2 separate regions of the Ovis aries genome follow, and region 2 is linked to region 1. A link is a contact called in public Hi-C data. All regions are on one chromosome and are shown on one strand. Each heading gives the region's core, a stretch centred on a gene start, on an enhancer-like site or on the middle of the called end of the contact. The rest is flanking DNA. Distances are from core to core; before and after follow the strand shown. Region 1 has its middle 130 kb from the start of ZBTB10. Region 2 overlaps ZNF704 (zinc finger protein 704).

Evidence for each region. A called contact is a pair of places that touch in the nucleus more often than the background predicts.
Region 2: a contact with region 1 is called in a Hi-C map of hypothalamus, with 4 times the contacts expected there. The contact joins two enhancer-like sites. A contact is called at or near these places in 5 of 16 Hi-C or Micro-C datasets (hypothalamus, mixed tissues, muscle and 1 more).

Annotation. Positions count from the first base shown.
Region 1 is chr9:56,877,621-56,881,368 of ARS-UI_Ramb_v3.0, reverse strand. No RefSeq gene overlaps it. Among named protein-coding and RNA genes, the nearest start is that of ZBTB10, 130 kb to the right of the region's middle. Within about 2 kb of position 1,563, at least 5 of the 54 cell types and tissues checked have an H3K27ac peak or open chromatin away from gene starts, as enhancers often do.
Region 2 is chr9:56,956,562-56,959,815 of ARS-UI_Ramb_v3.0, reverse strand. The region is part of intron 4 of ZNF704 (zinc finger protein 704); the gene reads left to right. Among named protein-coding and RNA genes, the nearest start is that of ZNF704, 210 kb to the left of the region's middle. Within about 2 kb of position 1,310, at least 9 of the 54 cell types and tissues checked have an H3K27ac peak or open chromatin away from gene starts, as enhancers often do.

The sequences.
Region 1 (3,748 bases), core at 314-2,813:
GTTCTATGCAACAGTCAGGATGCTCAGGGCTGGTGCACTGGGATGACCCAGAGGGATGGGATGGGGAGGGAGGTGGGAGGGGGGTTCAGGATGGGGAACACATGTACACCCGTGGCAGATTCATGTCAATGTATGGCAACACCGATACAATATTGTAAAGTAAGATAAATAAATAAATATTTTTTAAAAAAAAGAGAAAATACATAAACATTGCTTTTCAGATTCTTTTCTACTACAGTTTATTTATTATAGGATATTGAATAGAGTTCTGTGTGCTATACAGTAGGTTTTTGTTGTTTGTCTATTTTATATATTGTAGTCTCTATCTGTTGATCCCATCCTCTTCATTTCTCCCTCCTCTTCCCCTTCTCCCTTTGGTAACCCTACGTTTGTTTTTCTATGTTTGTGAGTCTGTTTTTCTATGTTTGTGAGTCTGTTTCTGTCTTGTAAATAAGTTCATTTGCATCGTTTTTTGAGATTCCACATATATCACATGATATTTGTGATATCACATGATATTTGTCTTTCTCTGACTTACTTCACCGAATATGATCATCTCTAGCTCCCTTCATGTTGCAACAAATATCATTATTTCACTCTTTTATGGCTAAGTAATAATATTCCATTGTATACACACACACACACACACACACACACACACACACACACACAGAGCACATATATAGGCTTCCCAGGTGATGCTAGAAGTAAAGAACCTGCCTGCCAATACAGGAGATGTAAGAGATACAGGTTCGATTCCTGGGTGGGTAAGATCCCCTGGAGGAGAGCATGGCCACCCACTCCAGTATTCTTGCCTGGAGAATGCCACGGAGAGAGGAACCTGGCAGGATACAGTGCATAGGGTCGCAAAAAGTCAGACGAAACTGAAGCAACTTAGCATGCATGTATGCGCGCGCGCACACACACACACACACACACACACATATGTACACACGACATCTTCTTTATTCTCAAAATGGTTGTTAAACACCTAGAATGATGACAGTAGTCCCTCTGACATTACGAGGCAAAAAAAGAAAAGGGAAAAAAATGAAGTTTCTGCCATTGAGAAGTATGTCTTACCAGGGAAATAAAATTGAAAACCTAAGCCATAAGATATGGAAGCCATCCAAGATTCATTGTGGAACAGAAAAAAACAAGGAATAGACTAATGTCTATAGAATTTGCACCTATTTGTATAACATATACCTATAATGATATAAGCATCTTTCTGCAAGAACATTTTCTGCATGATATGCCAAAAAAATCATTGCTGGTGGTTACCTCTGGACAGTGGGTCTGGTTTGGGAGGTCAGAAAGGCAGTTTTAATCATGTTCCATCTTACATTGTTTGTTTATCATGTGCATGAGTTTTTTTAATTTTTAAAAGTGTAATAAGGTAAGCAGCACCACAAGACAGGATACAATTGCATAGCAAGTGAGTAAAAGAAAAATCAGCCTTTATTGACTAACATCGAAGAGCCAGGCACACCTCTCTGCCACTTCCCAGTCACTACTGCCCCACAGGTGCGGCTAGGACACTTCTGGCCCCTGGGAAGCAGCCTGCAACCTCTCCTTGGGCTATTCTGCCACCTCAGTCAAACCCACAGTTGGCTCCAGCTCCGAGCTTTTTCTAGCATATGGAATGCAGCCAAATTTGGATGGTTTCCCAGGGAGGGTAAATAGTGTGTTGGAGATTGAGTTAAAACAACCAAACTCCTTTTTAGCAAGCCAATGGGATCAATCCAGCCCTTGTAAAGTACCACCTAAATTGTTTTTAGTTCCTTTGATTGCTTTTTCATCTTGAAAACTACAAAACAAACACACCCTATTCAACTCAGGATACACTGCTTTAAGGACTGTTTACCCCACGTTGAAACCAAGCACAGCACAGCTTCTTTACCTTAGTTGTGCTGATGAAAGCAGGATACGTATTTTCTACTACTATCATTGTTTTAAAATCAAATCAAACTTCTATGATAGCTATACATGATGAATCATATATCAAACCCTTATCAAATGCTGCCCTCTAGTGGAACATTAGTAAAACCTTCTGCTAAAAATAGGTGTTTAATTAAGGCTCAGATGTGTTTTAAAGGAGAGAACAGAGTTGATGTATGTCTTTTGAATTTAAACATTTACCATCCAACAATGACCTCTATCCTATATTGTCATTGTTTCCTTAAATATTTTAAACATTTGCCTTGCTGAGAATTTTTTACCTTAACACACAAATATAGTTTTACTTTCTAAAGCAGACCTGAGTTGACTTCACAAACACTCCAAAAAAAAAAAAGTTTAAATGCATACTATTTCATAACAAGGTACTTTCAGAACTGTGTTTCTGCTGTTCAGAAGCTCAATCGTATCCGACTCTGCGACCCCACGGACTGCAGCTTGCCAGGCTTCCCTGTCCTTCACTATCTTTTGGAATTTGCTCAGACTTATGTCCGTTGAGTCAATGATGACACATGTATGCACAATATTTTAAAGATCACATATCAGCAACCCTGTTCTGAGTCTGAATATTGTTAACACAGAAAAAAAGAGCAACTTTTACAATGTAAGGGCATTGTAGCAAAAAAGCAGCTGGGGAACCTGGATTTGGTGTCCTTGCTCTAGACATATTGGCAACCACTTGGAAACTTCTCTCTAGCCTCTCTGCCTCATTGCCTGGAAGTCATTCATCACTTAGTTTAATAAAACTCAGGACCCAAACACACACATGCTGCCAAGTTTTCTAAGCTTTAAAAATTATTCTTTTCCAGCCAGGTCAGACTTTGTATTTACAGAATACTTTTCCCTCCCTAAGAAGCCCAGAATGGTTTGTCCAGATCTCCACAGAGTGATTCTTAATCCAATTACGTCCAAGCAAAGGACGGGTAGTAGAGAGATGACCGGTACCAGAGCATCCTTTCAGCGCCTGGGGGCAGAATCTCTGCATCTGATGACAACCCCCTTTCCTGGGCCTCATCTATCACACGGCTTTTACATCTATCCATCCAAAGATGGGAAGGAAAATACATTTTAAATATCCAAGAGCCTGCATTTTTCACAGCAGGCCCCACTCCACCTTTCTAAGCTGCGGTGCCTGGTTCCCTGCTGCCCGGAACAGCTCCCAGCAATGATGGCCAGCATGACTGTCACTCGGACGCCTGGCCGGGGAAGAGTGAGGTCCCCTCACACCCCATCCTGGGGACGAGGACGGTAAGCCCGCCCTCTGGGTCCTATTCCGAGACGCGGTCAGGGTTAGAACACAGCAGAGCTCAGCCAGTTCCTGAAGGTCACCTTTACAGCCTGACACCCAGCTCAGCCACCGGCTTCACACTCCAAATTCAGCCTTCCTTACTCTCTCTCAGCTAACAATCTCCTTCCTGTCCTCCTTATGGTCCACGTTTAAAAACATAAGTCCATACCTCAGTGAAATCTCTTTTTGTTGGAAAAGGCTTGATTTTAACACCCAAGAGGAGAAATAGACATAACTTGGAAAGAGCGAAAATTTCCACGGAAGAGGTAAGTCAAGGGACCGTCCTCGGGCCACCACCCACCCTTCTCAATTTTAACTCTCCCTCAGGTTCACAGATAAATGCCTGTTATTATCACCTCTATTATGAAACTCTGTCTCCACTTACAATTATCACCCCCTTTCATCTTCCCTGAGGTTGCTTCCTTTGATCCAGAGTTGTGTGTGGCTTCTCCCGCTGTGGAGACTCCCAGCCAGTATTTCTGCCATACTTTCTTCAGTTTT
Region 2 (3,254 bases), core at 61-2,560, 79 kb before region 1:
GCAACTAACGCTTTCACAACACTTTCACCTGGGACTTTACCAGTATTTGGAAGTCAAAAAATCGGACTTCAGGCTTGGTTTGGTTAACTCACTCTCTTCGTGGGAATTAACTTTTTCATCTGTAAAATAAAATTATGTTTTTCTCTTTTCTGCTTCACAGACTCTTAAAGGGTTGTGGGAAAGAAGATTTTGACTTACGTTTATAAAACTAGATGTGAAATATACATGAAAGCTAAAATGTAAACATACGTAGTATTTACATGCCCCAAATTATGTATTTATTAAATTAGAAGTGAAAAAATAGATCTAGCTGATTTAATAAATTAATTTGACTGCACTTGTATTTAATCCTCACAGCAATCCTGTATGGTTTGTTTTCCTGTCTTGATAGGAGATTGAGGACCAGGGAAGTTATATATTTAACCCCTGCCGTGCAGGTTAGAAGGCTTCCCAGGTGGCACTAGTGGTAAAGTGAAAGTGAAAGTGAACTCGCTCAATCGTGTCCGACTCTTTGTGACCCCATGGACGGTAGCCTACCAGGCTCTATCCGTGGGATTTTCCAGGCAAGAATACTGGAGTGGGCTGCCATCTCCTTCTCCAGGGGATCTTCCCAACCCAGGGATCGAACACGGGTCTCCTGCATTGCAGACAGACGCTTTACTGTCTGAGCCACCAGGGAAGAACCCACCAACACAAGAGACCTAAGAGAGGTGGGGTCGATCCCTGGGTCCCGAAGATCCCCTGGAGAAGGAAATGGCAATACCCTCCAACATTCTCGCCTGGAGAATGCCATGGACAAAGGAGCCAGCTACAGTCCACAGGGTTGCGCAGAGTCGAAAATGACTGAAGCAGCTTAACACACACACATGCAGGTTAGAAAGGGCCAGCGCTGCCTTTCAAACCCAGGTCTGCCTAACCGAAAGCTCATGTTCTTTTCATTCTCTTCAGATACATATAAGTGATTATGTTCACTCACAATTTTAAAAAGCATTTCTGTTTCATAGAATAAATAAATACTACTGCAATATCTGGAAAACGTTGTAACATTATTTTTAAATCTCCACGTAAATAGACTTTAAAAATATATTTTAGTTTTTTAGTTTGCAATTGGTAGCTTCATTATTAATGACTACTCACAAACAAAAATCCAAAGAAAACCCTGTGGACTGCAGTACAACCTATTTTCCCAGTTCATTTCAAAGAGAAAAACAAAGAGATGGCACTGACCCAACACCGTCCATCCCTGCATCTCTCTTAGCATCAGGCAGCATGTGTAATGGTGTTGGTGGTACACACACTCTGTCTGCCCAGAGAACAAACAGGGCATTGATGTCATCTCTGGTCCCTCCCAAAGGCTGGGGCATGAAGAGTTGCTGTTTCACATACCAGTCCATCGGGCAGGGTCCTGGAGCTGTGCAGGCATCCCGTGAGTCCCCAGAGACCCTGGGTCTTGACTCCTTGGGGAGCGAGGCTGCACTTGCACCTGTGAGAACCCATAGGCAGGACAGCCGTGTAGACCTGGAGTCTGCCCTGTTGCTTCCAGCTGCACAGACTTTCTCTCTGGGGCCTTCAGAGTGTGTGGTCTTGGCCTGTGGCAAAGACTCACAGCATAGGGAGCTCCCCAGTGCTTGTAAGGTGCCCCGCTGGAAGGCTCATCACAGCTTTTCCTTTCCAACATAGCCACGAGACAAAATTCATACTCTCGCATTGCAGTTCAGTTGCTTTGGCCAGACTTGTATGTAAAGCCTTTAGGCTTCAACTCAATTAGGAGGTAGTCAAGTCACCAAATGAAAAGAAAAAAAATCATTACAAACTGGCATTTATTTGAATGGCACAGACCCACGCTTCAGGAGTCTGGGAACCATGTTCCTCCCTCTTTCTTTGTGACTTCTCCCTCCATTCAGACTCTGGATTTCCCCAGGGTAATATCAAAAGGATAAAGCTTGTAGTCCCTAATTTTTTTTTTTTTTTTTTTTTTTTTTGGTGTGGGATCATAGGTTCTTGACCAGGAATTGAACCTGCACCCCCTGCATTGGGAGCACGAAGTCTTAACCACTGGACCCCCAGAGAAGTCCCGAGTAGTCCTTGTTTTTAATGCATGGATTGTACATAGACCAAGTCATTGCCTTTTGAACTTAAAGTTATTTTGAATAGTGGGAATAACAAGAAAGTAGGATGGTTGCAATTCATGATTCATTCTTTTAGTGTATCAAGTGAACCAGTACTTATTGAGCACCCAACAGGCACAACAATCAATGCCCTGAGATTAAAGTACAGCCCCTTCCTTCTAGGTCAAAGGTTAGGCAGGTGGACACTGATGTATAAAAAGGCAATAACAATTATGAGCGATAGATGCTGTGCTCACAATGTGGTTCCCAGGTGGCGTTAGTGGTAAAGAACCCGCCTGCCAATGCAAACAGACATTAAGAGTTGCAGGTTCAATCTCTGTGTCCGGAAGATCCCAGGAGGAGGAAATAGCCCACTCCAGTATTCTTGCTTGGAGAATCCCATGGACAGAGGACCCGGGCAGGCTACAGTCCATGGGGTCTCAAGGAGTTGGGCATAACTGAAGCAACTTACTATGCACATAATATGGTAGAAACACAGTAGCTGAAATGCTGCTATTTTAGTTTTTAAAATCATATTTCAAACAATTTCCAAGAGTTAACTGCCTAATCCATAGACAATATGTTCTAGTTGGGGGACACTTTCTGAATTCATTTTATTTTCCTCTTCATTCCCTGAGGTTCATAATATCTATTTGAGACCATGGACTTGTATTGGGCATATGTCCTGTGGGGATTGTTTGAGAAACTTCTAGATCAATATTTTCCAAACTGCATGTCTCAATCCACTGGTGGGTTGTGAATCTTTTTAATGACTGTGAACAGCACATCTTTAAGGACCAGGACAGAATAGGGTACAATGGACATAATCAGAATGAGTACTGTTCCTTGATGCTTTGGTTTCAGTTGCAGACCTATGTGCCTACTGTACAAACTGTGTCTCTTACTGTCGTCAAAAAAGTTTGGAAGCCCCTGTTCCTAAGGATAAAGAGAGAACACGATACGTGGTAACTGAAGGTTTCCTGATTAGAAATCGAAAGATCCGCATTCTAGACTCAACTTGGCTAGCCTGAGAACTTCAGGAAAACACTTCATCTCTCTGATCATCAACTTCTTTTCCATTAAACAGGCAAACAGATATTATCAAACCTCTCTCAGGACGGTCATGAAGACTAAGTGTGACCAACC